Linked DNA regions of Mus musculus: region 1 is linked to region 2. The links are chromatin contacts, called in public HiChIP or PLAC-seq maps. All regions are on one chromosome and are shown on one strand. The core of a region is the stretch at or near the end of the contact, and the rest is flanking DNA. Distances in the headings are between cores, read along the strand shown.

Region 1 (7,106 bases), core at 2,682-5,181, 1.6 Mb before region 2:
TAAAAAATAAAAACAAAACAGGGGATATATAGTTTAGTAGTAGTTAGTCTGCCTAGTATGCATGAGACCCTATGTTCATCCCTGTAAAATACACACAGACATACACACACAGACACAGATACAGACACGCATACGCACACGCACATGCAAACACACACACACAGTAAAATAAGGAATGTGAAAGGCCTGCTACATCTTAGATGCCTAATAAATCATAGTATTGTTCTCCTTTGGAAGAGTCTAAGCCTAGAAGCTAGAGCACCTGGACTCTAGATCTGGAGAGAAAGTCTTCTAGATTCTATGCATGTAAGCAGCTTAGTGGGATATACACACATGTATATCTTGTTACTGTATTGGGCCTTGACTATTTTTTTATACTGAATTACATGAGCACATTTTCATGCAAATATACAATATACTTTGAATATAAGAGGCTCCCTTCCCTTTTTTGCCCTCCTGCGTCCATTAACCTTTTATTCCAGTTTTGCTTCTGTTTTCATGTCATCTGTACATACATGATTTTATGAATCTATAAAGTCTAGGATACATACATGAGAGAAAACATGTTACATACTTAACTTTTGGAGATCGAGTTTGTTAATGTGCTTTTATCTAGTTGCCCCCCTCCCCCATGCAATGACATAACTTCAATTCTTTATGACTGAGACATTTTCATTGCATATGTGAATAAACTCCATTTTCTTTATCCATTCCTCTGTTGGTGGGCATTAGGTTGCAGACAATGCTGCAATAAAGATGGTGTGTAGGTACGCCTGTGATGTGTTGACTTGGAATCATTTGGGTAAATTCCATGAATGGCAGAGCCTGGTCCTATGTAGGTCTATTTTTAGGTAAGTTTTGTTTGTTTGTTTGCTTTGAACATGAAGGGCTGTAGCAAGCCCGAGCATGGCTAGCATTGCAGGCAGGTCTTGCCTATCCCCCCCCCCTTCCTTCTCCCTTCCTAACCTTTAGATTACATTCCTAAAGCTTGCCTACAAGGCCTATTCCCTTATCTGGCCACTGACTCATTCCTGAGACCAAACACCAAAGCCCAAACAAAATTCATTATTTATTTGGCTATACTGGCTAACCTGCCCAATCAGGACTTACACATACATACATACATACATACATACATACATGCATACATACATACATACCATACATACAAAAACATTCTCCTGGCTGGCAGCCTTTGCCTGGATCCAGAGGCAGCCCTACACCACCCCCAGCGTAATAAATCTCCTTTCTGTTGAGAATTTAGTGCCTCAGTGTGACTTGTACCTCGAGGAGCCACACCCCTTTCAGAAAAGTCTCCTAGAATTCACAGACTAGGCCTGATGGACCCTGAACTTCTGATACTCTTGCCCAGGCTCCTAAAACTGGGGTTACAGGCAGATAGCACCATGCCCATTTTATGAGTTGCTTGAGATGGAACCTAGGGCCTCGTGTATAGTAGGCAAGCACTCTGCCAACTGAAGTACATCTTCAGCCCTATTTTTAAATTTTTGGAGGTAGCTCCATGTTGATTTTTCACAGTGGAAGGGCTAGTTTACATTCTTAGCACCAGTGTGTAAGAGCTCCTTTGTGATCACTTCCCTGCCAACATCTTTCTGAATGAAAAAAGAGAGAGAGAGAGAGAAAGGACTGTGCCTAGGTGTGATGGAGGAGAAAGTTAATTATCTATATGTGAGAGATAGTTGCCAGAGACAGACACATCTGGGAGAGTTCAGAGTGGTCATGACCCTGAACCATGTGGTGAGAGGGGGAGGGGAGGGGAGAGCGGAACTAAGTATAGCAGCCAGAAGGTCAAAGGTAAAAATAAAAAAGCATTGGCTAACTATAATGTCAGGATTATACAGTGAAAGTCCTCTGGGGGAAGGGGACCCCAGCCCCTGGGCTAGAGAGTTCATCATAGCCAGCAGGATTTGCTTACATGCATAGAATCTAGAAGACGTTCTCTCCTACTTTGGTTTTGCGGCATAGTAAACCATCAATAATACCAGATCTAGAGTCCAGATGCTCTAGCTTCTAGGCTTAGACTCTTCCAAAGGAGAACAATACTAAGATTTATTAGGCATCTAAGATGTAGCAGGCCTTTCACATTCCTTATTTTACAACTTCCTGTGGGAGTGTGTGTGTGCCTGTGTGTATGTGTGTGTATCTGTCTGTCTGTGCCTCTGTATGTCTGTGTGTGTTTTACATATCAAACATACCAAAGCAGACCTGCCCTCCAGGTTCTCCCAGCATCCTTCAGTTCCTACTTGTTACTGGGTATGTTAAATGGGCACCTCAGCCACTTGTCCATAGGTTTGAAACTAACACTTTCCTTATTTATTCTCTTGCTGGTTGCCTGGAAATGTCTATGTAGTCTAGATTGTCACTGAACTGGAAGTGTTAGACCTGAGGAAAAACATTTCCACTACTCTCTGATTAAAGCAAGCTGTAGTTAGACTCGCACAAGGGGCTGGCTAGATGACGGCCTCCCTCTAAGTCAGGGTTTTAGAAAGCAACCCTTCACCGGCTTTTGAGGTCACTTTTATGGGGAAAGGTTAGGGTACAAAATGGCTCTTGAGATAATTGGCTGTTAGCACTTGGACAGAAAGAATGGGGGACTCAGGGTTCAAGGCTGACTGTGGGTAGATGAGGGGAGGAATACATCAGACAGAAAGGGAGCATCACAGAAGCTTTAGCAAGGCAAACGGCATGGGTATACATCATGGGGTTACAGGATCAGCATAGGCTGAAAAACAAGGCTGGAAGGATACAGTAGGAAACAGAAATGTATAGAGAGTTAATAACAATGTATGACAATGTGACTCCGGTTTGAGTTCTCAGAAGCAGTCCTTCTGCCACAGCCTGTCAAACAACGGTTGGACTGGAGAGAATGAGCCACTATACCCAGGACTATCACCTAAATTAAAAACATGAGGGATTCTCTAGTGAATAGGGGTATTTATTTTGGAATAGCATTATAATTGAAAATAGCAGAACATTGCAGTGAGAATGTTCATGCTGTAAACTGTGACCGTATTCAAGGTGGTGGAGGTGTGTCTTCTTCACCCTCTCTTCTTCCTCTCCGCCCCCCACAGAGCATTGTTCTGCCACCCCATCCCCACCCCCAAGGGTGGCTTAGAATTTACCTCAACTCCACTGCCTTCATCTCTCAAATACTAGGCTTACAAGCATGGTGATCTCATACCTGGGTAAATGGGTTACTTTTAAAGACAGAAATCTAGAGGATTACATTGTATATGTTGAAATGACAACTCTTGGTCACAATGACTAATAACAAGAATGGCATCATTATCCCAGCACTGGGGATGCTGAGGCAAGAATATTTCTGTTAGTTCCAGGCCACCCTGTTACAAGTTACAAGCCAGCTAGAGCTACATAAGTAAACCCATTTGTGTGGGTGTGGGTGTTGGGGGGTTCAGTCTGAAGTCGAGCCAGCACTTGATGAGCATAAGTACTTGTAGTCGAAGGTTTTGGCAGTCTTGTGATAGATAAACATTCTCTCTCTCTTAAGGAATCATTTTTTTATTTTATTTATATGATTACACCTTAACTGTCTTCAGACTCACCAGAAAAGGGCATCGGATTCCATTACAGATGGTTGTGAGCCACCATGTGGATGCTGGGAATTGAACTCATGACCTCTGGAAGAGCAGTCAGTGCTCTTAACCGCTGAGCCATTTCTCCAGACTGATAAACAGCTTGCTTGTTCCTCTCTCCCTCTCCCTTTCCCCCTCCCCCTCCCCCTCCTCTCTCTCTCTGTCTCTCTCATGGTTGACACAAACAACTCCATCTTTATTTTGACTCCATCTTTATTCTGACACCTTTTATATGATTTTCGCGTTTGTTTTGAGGCAGGGTCTCATATAGAGCAGGCTAGCCCTGAGTGCACTGTTTAGCTGAGGATGAACTGGAGTCCTGGTCTTTCTGCTTTCCCCCTCCCCCCACGTGCTGCCGAATCCAGGTGTGCACCACCAAGCTTGGCTGAAGCTTTTCTCTTTCATTTTATTTCTTTCATGAGCTCATCCAAGCTCCGTCACTGAAGACGGAGTCTTCTGAGTTAAATACTGTTTTTATGAGCTTCTTCCATAGCAAAACCACTACAATAATGATCTCCCCTGCTTGTCTGACAAGTGGTGTCTAATTCTACAACAGTAAGTGAATGCTCTTTGGAAACAAAAAGTATTAAGGCAAAACGGAAAAACAGAAAAACAAAACAAAACAAAACAAAACAAACAGGGACACAAGAAGGAAAAGAAGCCTCTCACAATGGGATCCAGTTTGTCTTTCTGTTGATGAAGAATCAAAAATTTTAATGCATAATCTCAGCCCTCAAAAGGCAGAGGCAGACAGATCTTTGTGAGTTCAAGGTCAGCCAAATGCACATAGCGAGTTCCTGGACAGTCCGATCTACATAATAAAAAGACCCTGTCTCAAAACAAGAAGACAAAAAGAGAAAGGAAGACATTTCTTTCTTTTTTTTTTATTAGGTATTTTCTTTATTTACATTTTAAATGATATCCAGAAAGTTCCCTATACCTTCCCCCCACCCTGCTCCCTTACCCACCCACTCCCACTTCTTGGCCCTGGTGTTCCCCTGTACTGAAGCATATAAAGTTTGCAATACCAAGGGGCCTCTCTTCCCAACGATGGCTGACTAGGCCAGCTTCTGATACATATGCAGCTAGAGACACGAGCTCTGGAGGTACTGGTTAGTTCATATTGTTGTTCCACCTATAGGGTTGCAGACCCCTTCAGCTCCTTGGGTGCTTTCTCTAGCTTCTCCATTGGGGGCCCTGTGTTCCATCCTATAGATGACTGTGAGCATCCACTTTTGTATTTGCCAGGCAAGGAAGAAATTTCAAAGTAGCTAATAAAGCCAAAGTGTGTTGTTAGCTAAGAATCCTCGTCACTTGTCCTTTCACGTGCTTGCTTTAGTGGAACATCCTTTCACCTGTGTCTGCTTCAGAGAAATGCTCTTTCATGTATTGATGGCAGCAAAACACTATCTGACACAACTAACTTTCCAAAGAACCCTAAGTTTCCACTTCAACCAATTTTCACCTCTGCTTTGAAGTTCAGGGAACTAAACCTAGAGCCTCCTTCATGTTAGGGTAGTGCTGTAGCACACAGCTACATCTTCAGCCCTATGTTCCCCCCCCCCCTCTCTCTTTTCCTTTTTTTTTTTCTAAACAGGGTTTCTCTGTATAGCCCTGGCTATCCTGGAACTCACTCTGCAGACCAAGCTGGCCTTGAACTCACAGAGATATGCCTGCTTCTGCCTCCTGGGTGCTGGGAGTAAAGGTGTGTGCAACCACTGCCCCACTTCTTTTTTGTTTTTTAAAGACACATTTCTCTATGTAGCCCTGGCTGTCCTGAAACTCACTCTGTAGAACAGGCTGGCCTTGAGCTCCGAGATCCACCTGGCTAAATGCTGGGATTAAAGGTGTGGTCACCACCGCCCAGCTTCTTTTTATTTTATTTTTTTCCTTTGTCAGTTAGATTTGATCTTGCTGCCTTTATTCTACCTGGAACTGAATTTGTGGGCTCAAGTGATCCTCCAGCCTCAGACTCCCAGTTGCTAGAGCTATACCTGGCTTTAAACTGTGATTTTATTTTTTTAAAGAAAGAATAAAGTTTGAAGGAAGAGCTGTTGCTTTGTAATTGATAATTACAAGAATCAGTTTATTATTAATCCACTTAAATCTTCTTCTTCTTGTTCTTCTCCTCCTCCTCCTCCTCCTCTTCTTCTTCTTCTTCTCCTCCTCCTCCTCTCCTCCTCCTCCTCCTCCTCCTCCTTTTCTTCTTCTTCTTCTTCTTCTTCTTCTTCTTCTTCTTCTTCTTCTTCTTCTTCTTCTTCTTCTTCTTCTTCTTCTTCTTCTTCTTCTCCTTCCCCTTCCCCTTCTCCTTCTTCTTCTTTAGAATCAACAGATAACACAATTGCTGGACGCAGAGCCTAGCATCTTACATTTATTAACTATTCTATGTTAGAAATCTTCCGGTGGATCCACCACCTGAACTAACAGCCTCTGGCCTACATTGTGTCTGTCTTGCTCCTGCAGTCCAAAAACCACTTAAATGTTCTTATAATAAGATTTCTAAGCATCAGCAGATGAATTGCTTGTTTTAGTAAAAATAAAATCCCTAAATAAAAGTCCGGGGTGGTGGGTGTCGGGGCAGGAACATGCTTTAATCCCAGCACTCAAGATGCAGAGGCAGGAGGTTTGAAGCCAGCCTGGTCTACAGAGTGAGTTCCAGGCCAAGGCTACACAGAGAAACCCTGTCGGAAAAAACCAAAAACCAAAACCAAAACAAAAAAAAATCCATTTTTTTGTTTGTTTGTTTTGTTTGAGACAGAGTCTTTCTATGTAGCTTACATAGCTCAGGTTGGCCTCACTTTTCTTGCAATCCTCTTTCTTGGGCCTCCTGATTGCTAGGATTATAAACAGCCCATATGTGCCTGTTTTAAAGCTTATGGGAATCATAGTGGTAGGGTAAATGAGTCAAAAGACTTATGAGAATAGAAACTTTGAGAGGAAATCCCCAGGTCCAGATCTATTTCATCAAAGCAGAGATTATTGCCCATGGCTGAATCAAACAAGAAAACAAGAGTTTCTCCCCTTAAGTGTTTCCATATGTAAATCCAGAATGATGATATGGTTATCATTATTATGTTGAATCGGAGTCTCACTATAGAGTCCTAGCTGGCCTGGAACTTACAAATAGACGAGGCTGTCTTTGAACTCACACAGCTCCACCTGCCTCTGTCTCTGTCTTCCTGTACAGGGCAAAAGTCTTGAACCACTATCATCAGGATATGTATAGATATATATTAAAAGCAGGGTTTTCTCATATAGCCCAGGCTAGCTTTGAACTTGGAATCCTCTAGTCTTTATCTTTCCAATGCTATGATTTCAGATTTGTGCCAAACACTGAAACCAGCAGGGACTTTACTTTTGGAAGCTTTGATCCCTTCTCCATTTTATCTTGCTGATTTGAACAAGAAGCTAAGATTTGGGCACACCAGGGAAAGGGGAAGTTTATTCTAGAATGGTTCTTGAACTTGGGCCAGGGAATAATGTTAGTCCACT
Region 2 (7,413 bases), core at 2,854-5,353:
CATTCAGTCTATAGCAGGATTCAGAGTAGCTTTCTGACTGGATCATGGAGCTTTGGGGAAAGAAGGAGCCAGGATCTGAAGAGCCACACTGAGAAGCTTGGATTTCACCTCGGCAGAAACCCAGCAGATTTTTAAATATGGAAGCAACATGATCGGATTTTCTTTTTAAAAATCTGTCTGGCTAGGGTGTAGCCCAGTGGTAGAGTGCTTGCTTAGCAAGTGGATGGCCCTGGATGTGATCCTCAGCACCAACAGAGAGGAGCTGGGGGAAGTCACTGGTCCCCTTGAAGAGAACAAAGATAGCAAAGCAGGAAGCAGGCTGTAGACAAAGGCTGTTTAGTCTACTTAACAGATAACAGTCTTGGTGGGAAACCCGTGGAGCAATGTGACAATGAACATGAAATAGAGTCAGTGTTTCCCAAGTTTCTGGCTTAATAGTCAAACAGGCACCATTCTTACCAAAACGACAGAGGGAAGAACAGCAAAATGAGTGGTCTGGTGTGGGACAAACTGAAAGAAAAGTGCCTGTGGGAGGTGTGAGGGGTGATTGGACAAATTGGGTGGGCAGTCTGAGTGTAGACAGGTGATAACGGCATCAACAAAGGAAAGCAAAGCATTAAGGACAACACAGAAAAGCTGGGGTACCCACTGACATTTAGAGAGAACAGGTGATTGCTGAAAGTGGCCCATGAGGCAGGAGAAAATCCAGTTAAATGGAATCATGAAGACAAGAAGCAGGCACTAGAATGATATGTCACATGACAGCTGGGCTTAGCACCTAGCAGGTCAGTGGTGACCAGGGAATGCAATCTAAGGCACAGAGAGAAGTTACAGAAGAGAGGGAACCAGAGTTGAGCTTCCTAGGAAAATGGCTCCTTCCGAAGTCCTTTGGAGTAAATAAAAAGTAAAAGAGGTAGACACCATATAGGGGAGGGGACAGGAGAGGAGATGGGCCAGCTAGGAGTATAGAGCCTGAGTGTGGCTTGAAGAGAGCCAGAAATTAGGCAGTAAGCAAAAGAAAACTCACCAGAAGGTAGTGCTGAAATATTAGAAGGGTCTTGTCATGAACAGGGTGGACAGGCTTTAGGCTAAAGAGATAGGTCAGAGAATTGGTTAGCCCTGGATTATAGAGGTACTCTGTAGCCGACTTTTAACAAACCTTTGTATCTGCCATGAATCTGGAGTGATGGCACCTAAGCTTTGAAGTACCCTTTTGTCAGCGACTGTTATCTGAGATTTGTATGGGGTTATTCCTTTGAAGGTTTCTTAGAGCTTTTGCCCATCTTAGTCAGGAGATAATGTTTCCCACGGCTGAGAATTGCTTAGGTGATAGTTCTTTCAAGATAGCAAGATAGCCCCTAAATCAGATAAGAGGTTTTGGTATGCAGAAATTGACTTGCTAAAGATGCCTTTTATGTAACTGAAAAGAGCTTCAAGGCAGCTGTGGGTTTCAGTCCCACAGAGGCTCCTCCCACCCACCCACCCCACCCCCCCCCACCCCACGCTGCTAAGAAGCCTGAATTCATCCTGTAGTGGCTCTCTTCCATTGATCAGTCCATGTAACCCACCAACATTCACAGTGCCCCATAGTGATTTCAGCACAGCATCAGTCTAAGGGTTCAAAGAAATAGATGTTGTAATCAGTGCTTAAGGAAACCCCTACTTCCACAGGGCTTTAATCTTGTCTCATGAGAAAGCCTTTATGGACATGTGATTGCATCTGCTTTGCCCTTTCAACTATATGAGGGGCTGGGCCAAGCCCTCATCTTTGTCCCCAAATCTAGCAACCCCACACTTTCTCCTGTACTCTGCCCATCGAAGCATTCCTGCTGGACCCTAAAGATCCTTCCTGGCCCCAGGGGGTTTATACTGCAATGAGAGGTAGGGCAGATGGCTCAAGATGCCATTTAGGCCTGACAGCTTAGTTTCAATCCCCAGAACCCAAGTTAAAATGCATGGTATGGTTGCATATGTGTGCAATCCCAGGGTTCAATATGTCAGGAAAGTAGAGACAGGGGAATTGCCTGGAACCTCAAGAGCCAGCCAGCCTGGAGTACATAGGATGGTGGAGACAAGAGATATCCTACCTCAACAAGGTAGAAGAGAACCAACTCCCAAAAGCTGCCCTCTGACCTACACACATGCAATAATAATGTGTAAAATCTTTATTTCATTTGTGCGTGTATGCTGGGGGTGGGGGCAGATGACAAGGGAGTCCTTCCCTCAAGCTGGAGTTACATACAACTGTGAGCCACTGGATATGGGTGCTGGGCATCAACTCAGGTCCTCTGGGTGGGCAGGTACTCCAGCCTCAGTTTCTTGGCCAGGTAGAGTGGCCCAAGCCTTTAATCCCAGAACTTAGAGGCAGGAAGATGAAAAAAAAATTCATTCATTTTAATTACAAGTTTGAAGCTAGCCTAGGCTATTGGGGAGGAAATCTTTCCTTACAGGATGCAAAAATGAACCTGGCTGGAAGAGAGGCAGTTTTCACAAGCACAGCTGGGCAGAGGCCAAAGGGAGAAGCAGAGATGTCCTCGCCAAGGAGCCATCCACCAAGTGTGAGCAACTGCTGGGTGTCCAGCTGCTGGGGGTTGGGGTGGAGGGTGGGTGTGAGACAGCTCTTTCCCAAAAGCTTTTATCCCTAACAGGATAAGAAATGGTTTATTCGGGGCTGGTGAGATGGCTCAGTGGGTAAGAGCACCCGACTGCTCTTCTGAAGGTCCAGAGTTCAAATCCCAGCAACCACATGGTGGCTCACAACCATCCGTAACGAAATCTGACTCCCTCTTCTGGAGTGTCTGAAGACAGCGACAGTGTGCTTACATAAATAAATAAATAAATAAATAAATAAATAAAATCTTTTAAAAAAAAAAGGGTTTAGATATGCTAAAAAAAAAAAAAAAAAAAAAAAGAAATGGTTTATTCTTGAGCCATACCTGAGTGACCACGTCCCAGGAATATAGATTTAGGTTATCCTAAACTGCATGTTTCAGTGTGGAAGGAGCTTCACAACGTTTTAAATTGTTACAGAACAAAGTCATAAATCAAGCCAAGTTTAAAATACATTGTCGGGCACATCGCAGAGGCAGTACAGCAAGACTGGGGCTGGGGAGACCTTTGCTGTAGGACTCAGGTGTTATCTGATGATAGCTTTCGGGTTGGGCAGCTAGGGATCTGCTCAAGGTATGGCTGGCCGATCCGTGGGGTTTAGAGCTAGCTGAGCCTCCGGACAGGCAATATTCCTATCTCTCCAACTCACTGCAGTTCTAATCAGTAAGTCAGCCTTTGCAGACACAATTGCTTTCCAGGAATTCTTATGAATATTCATCTCTCACAACACCAGCATCCAGAGAATGTAATTTTGATGAGTAAACCTAGAAAGATCATTCATGAACAGCGCCACGGCATCAACTGCCTCCCTCTGAACAAGTTACAGGTTGGCTTGGCTGGAGAGAAAAAGAAATCAAGAGTGGGCTAATAAGGCCTTACACCAGCCCATTCTACTCCTGCCACCTGCAGTATTTCATGTGAGTTGGTTTTAGGTTGGTGTTTTAATAACAATATTCCCTTGGCGTTTCACAAAGCTCACAGCAGGAACTCTAAGAAGTGGAGGCAGAGGACTTAAATATTTCATCAGGGCTTACCAACACTTTGCCCAGCCACCCTTTTTTTGCAGTTATTTTGGTACCCTTGGAAATGCAGTTGAAATGCCATTAGGAAATCCCTGCCCTGAAGGCCAGCACTTTTGGCCAGACTGATTCCAGCCTGTGGGCAGCAACCTTAATGGGACCCATATCCCAGTAAAAGAACGGACCTCCCAGGGGCTAGCCGGCTTCTTTGTCCACTTAACCTACCTTACTTAAGGGGATGAAAGTCTCATTTTCCCCAACCGTGCGAAAGAAGGTAAGGTCTGCACCTCCCTTTCTGGAGTTTTCTCCTCGTCCCTTTGCCCTCACACAAGACAAACCGCGGCTCAGGGCTTCACGGCAGCCTCAGGGAGCTCGGGTGTCTGGGTTCAGCCTCGGGTCGTAACCAGGCAGCTGGGAATCTTGAGCGACGCGGACTGGCGAGCGCCCCCTAGGGTCCGGCCGGCGGGTGTGGGCAGGAGAGTGGCTAGTGCGGGCGGGAGGGCCGTGGCCGAGGAGCTTCCGGGAGCCGGGGCGCGGGCACTTCCCGGACGAGTCTGCAACCCGCAGCGTGGAGCCGCGTAGGTGAGCGGGCGGCGGGGACGCGGGGCGGTGGGCGGACGGGCCCTGCCGAGTCAGCCCTTTCCCCGGGACAACGCTCCCCTGATCCGCCCCTTCCAATCTGGGGTCCAGCACTCCCCCGAAAGCCGCCACCTTTCTGTGGCACCGATGCCAGCATGGAGCTGTTAGTCCGGCTGGGCTTCAAGCAGTCCGGCCACATCAAGTGGCTCTCCCTAGCTCCCTGAAGTCTCTGCCCTGTCATAACCTGGCCCCTCTGGGCTTGACTTTGTGGCAAAGTTCTGCATTAGTGTCACTTTATTTAAAGTTAAGAACCCACTGGGCGTTGCTATCACGGTCATTTAACGGGCATCCACCAGGGATTACTACAGTGCCAAGTACCAGAGGGACTAGGGGAGTAGGAACAGTTCGGTCCTTAGGTCAGACACTGGCTGGCAGGTAAACCAGAAACCCGAGAAGCGCAACTAGAGAAGGAAGTAGGGAGTTCTCCATCGGACAGACCTACCCAGGAATGACTCAGAGGAAGCCTTGCTTTGTTTTCAGACTTTAAGAAACAATATCAACCAGCATACCGAAACACAGATCCCGAGTCCTACCAAGCCACTTTTCACAGGCTTTCTTGTGTAACCTGCATCCAGAACAGTAAGTCTATGTACGTACATATGCTGCTTGATGTATAACATCATGTCGAAAAGGTGGACTGTGGACTGGTCATCCGATTTACTGAACATGGTTGTTTTCAGCTTTGGCCTGTTTTGAGTTTGTGTGACTTTTGTACCTTTGCTCAGTTTGATAGTGTGCAGTAGCTTTCTAAAACAGTTGTGTTTGGGGCCAGAGCAGAGGCTCGGTGGTTAAGAGCACTGGCTGCTGTTTCAGAGGACCCTAGTTGAATCTCCTCACCCACATAGTGGCTCACAAACATCTCTGTCACAAACTCTGGTTCCGGATGACCCAATGCCCTCTCTGGCCTCTACAGGCACATGGCATGAAAGTGATATATAGACACACACACACACACACAGGCAAAACATCCATGCACAGAAACGAACATTTTCTAAGCTAAAAATAAAAACTGTGCTTGCTGGCTATCACAGCAGACACCTGTGATCCCAGCACGCTGGTGGAGGTGAGAAGAGGTAAGTTCAGGGCCAGCCTGGGCTATCAAACCCTATCTCAAAACAAAGCAAGCAAGCACAGAAGTTACGGCAGTCACTCCCAGCAGCACATTCTGTGTGCTCCCATTCTTCCATGTCCCCATCACGCTCCAGCCAGCGGCCTTCTCTCTGTAGCCGTTCTGCTGACTACACAGCTTTGAAGCCCGGAGGTTTCAATTTGCATTTTTCTGAGGCCCGGTAAACCGAGCATCTTTTGGTCTGTTGGTCATTTGAATATCCTCTCTGTGAAATGACTATTCAGGTCTACTCCCCAACTGTGTGTCTCTTAGCAGTTTATAGAGTTCTTGAAATATTTGGGATTTGGACGGTTGTTAGATACACGTTTTTAAATGTTTTCCCTGTCCCAGTAGAGTCTCCTTACTCTCCTAATGGTATCTTTGGAGCAAAAGTCTTCACGTTAATATTTTCCAATTTATCATTTCCCCTCCTACAGACTGTATCACATTTGATTTCTCCCCTTCCCACCCCCGCCCCCAAGACATAATGGTTCTTGAACCTGTGTCTCAGCACTCAGGGCGATTGTTGTGAGTTTGAGACCACCCTGGCCTACATACTGAGTTCTAGGCCAGCCTCTACAGAATGAGACCATGTCTCAGAAAGCAATTTGTATTTTGCTTTGTCTACTCCAAAGTCAGAAACTAGGTCATATATTTTCCTATAAGATCTTTATTGCTGGTGACAGATAACTCTCCTATCCATTTAAAATGTAATTTTCATGGTTTGAGATGCAAGATTGAGATTAATTTTCCCCACAACACTACTTAAGTTGACCTAATACTATGGACTGCAAAGAGCACCTTTCCGGGCTGGTGGTATAGCTAGCTCAGTAGATAGAACGCTTACCTGCACAGAGCCTTGGGTTGGATGGCCAGCATGGCCTAAAACTGGGCTTGGTAGCCCTTGCCAATAATCCCAGCACCTCAGGTGGAGGCAGAAAGCTCAGAAGACGTTCAATGTCATCCTCAGCTATCTAAGGAGCTGTAACAAGCCTGGGGTAAAACAAACCTTTTCTACTGACTTCAGTGTCACCATCACCATTATTGAAGGCAGAGGATTGCATGGCTGCAGGTCTGTTTAGTGACATTGGTTTTCTGTTGTTGGCTTCCCCTTCCCTGGCAGTCATTCTGCCTACACTGCTGTTGTTGCTTTACAGTAAATCCTTTTTTTTTTTTTTTTTTTTTTTTGGTTTTCCAAGACAGGGTTTCTCTGTGTAGCCCTGGCTGTCCTGGAACTCACTCTGTAGACCACGCTGGCCTCAAACTCAGAAATCTGCCTGCCTCTGCCTCCTAAGTGCTGGGATTAAAGGTGTGTGCCATCACTGCCCAGCTCCAATAAATCCTTTTGACTCCGGTAGTGTGCAGGTCAGAGGCTGGCCTCAAGATCCTAGGCACTTTCTTCAACCTTTTCCCCACAAGGCCTTTTAGAAAGTGTATTAGGAGCATAGTATATAAATACATTATGTAGTTATAGATATTTTCAGAACAAAGGCAGTGTTTTTGAACTAAGAAATTTAAGCATTCCAAGAGCCAATTTGAGAAATATGGCAACGTTAAGTTTGCTATGACTTCTCTTTGGTTGGTAGGATATGTTTCTCTATGACTAAAATACAATGAAGTGTTTCTATTTTAATGCCTTTGAGGAACTCACAGCTCCCCTTCCGCAAGCTCTCAAATGTTAGGATTACAGGCATGTGCCACAATACCCAGAAAACCTTTCAATGTATGCCTAAGTTTAAAATAGTGGATGCTTTTATTCATGCAGATACACACTTTTTGACATTTTTATTCTTCAGAACTTACAAAATGTAGTATGGAAAGCAATTTGGACTTTATCGCAGAGAAACGCGCCCTTTTTAATTTGTTCACTGTTATCCAGGAGAGGAGACACATGCATGCAATGCCAGCACTTGGCAGGAAGATCTGGAGCTCAAAGTCACTCTGGGCTACTGGATATTCTACCTTAATCCCTCCCCATAAACATAAACAAACACATAAACAAATACATAAATAAATAAGTAAATAAATAAAGTCACT

What was found. HiChIP or PLAC-seq counts read pairs in DNA pulled down with a chosen protein or histone mark.
Region 1: an H3K27ac HiChIP or PLAC-seq map of embryonic stem cells shows a contact between it and region 2, with 6 times the contacts expected there. The contact joins the enhancer-like site here to the promoter of Tirap in region 2. A contact is called at or near these places in 8 of 39 promoter capture datasets (the 3T3-L1 cell line, embryonic stem cells, hippocampal neurons and 4 more) and 1 of 115 datasets of contacts at active chromatin or transcription factors (embryonic stem cells).

The regions. Positions count from the first base shown.
Region 1 is chr9:36,800,431-36,807,536 of GRCm38.p6, reverse strand. No RefSeq gene overlaps it. Among named protein-coding and RNA genes, the nearest start is that of Ei24, 6.6 kb to the right of the region's middle. Within about 2 kb of position 3,931, at least 5 of the 459 cell types and tissues checked have an H3K27ac peak or open chromatin away from gene starts, as enhancers often do. A contact at or near this core is called in embryonic stem cells, where this site is marked.
Region 2 is chr9:35,196,655-35,204,067 of GRCm38.p6, reverse strand. It overlaps Tirap (toll-interleukin 1 receptor (TIR) domain-containing adaptor protein), which reads left to right and starts at 4,103. Exons shown (of 7, transcript NM_054096.2): 1 at 4,103-4,211; 2 at 4,749-4,857.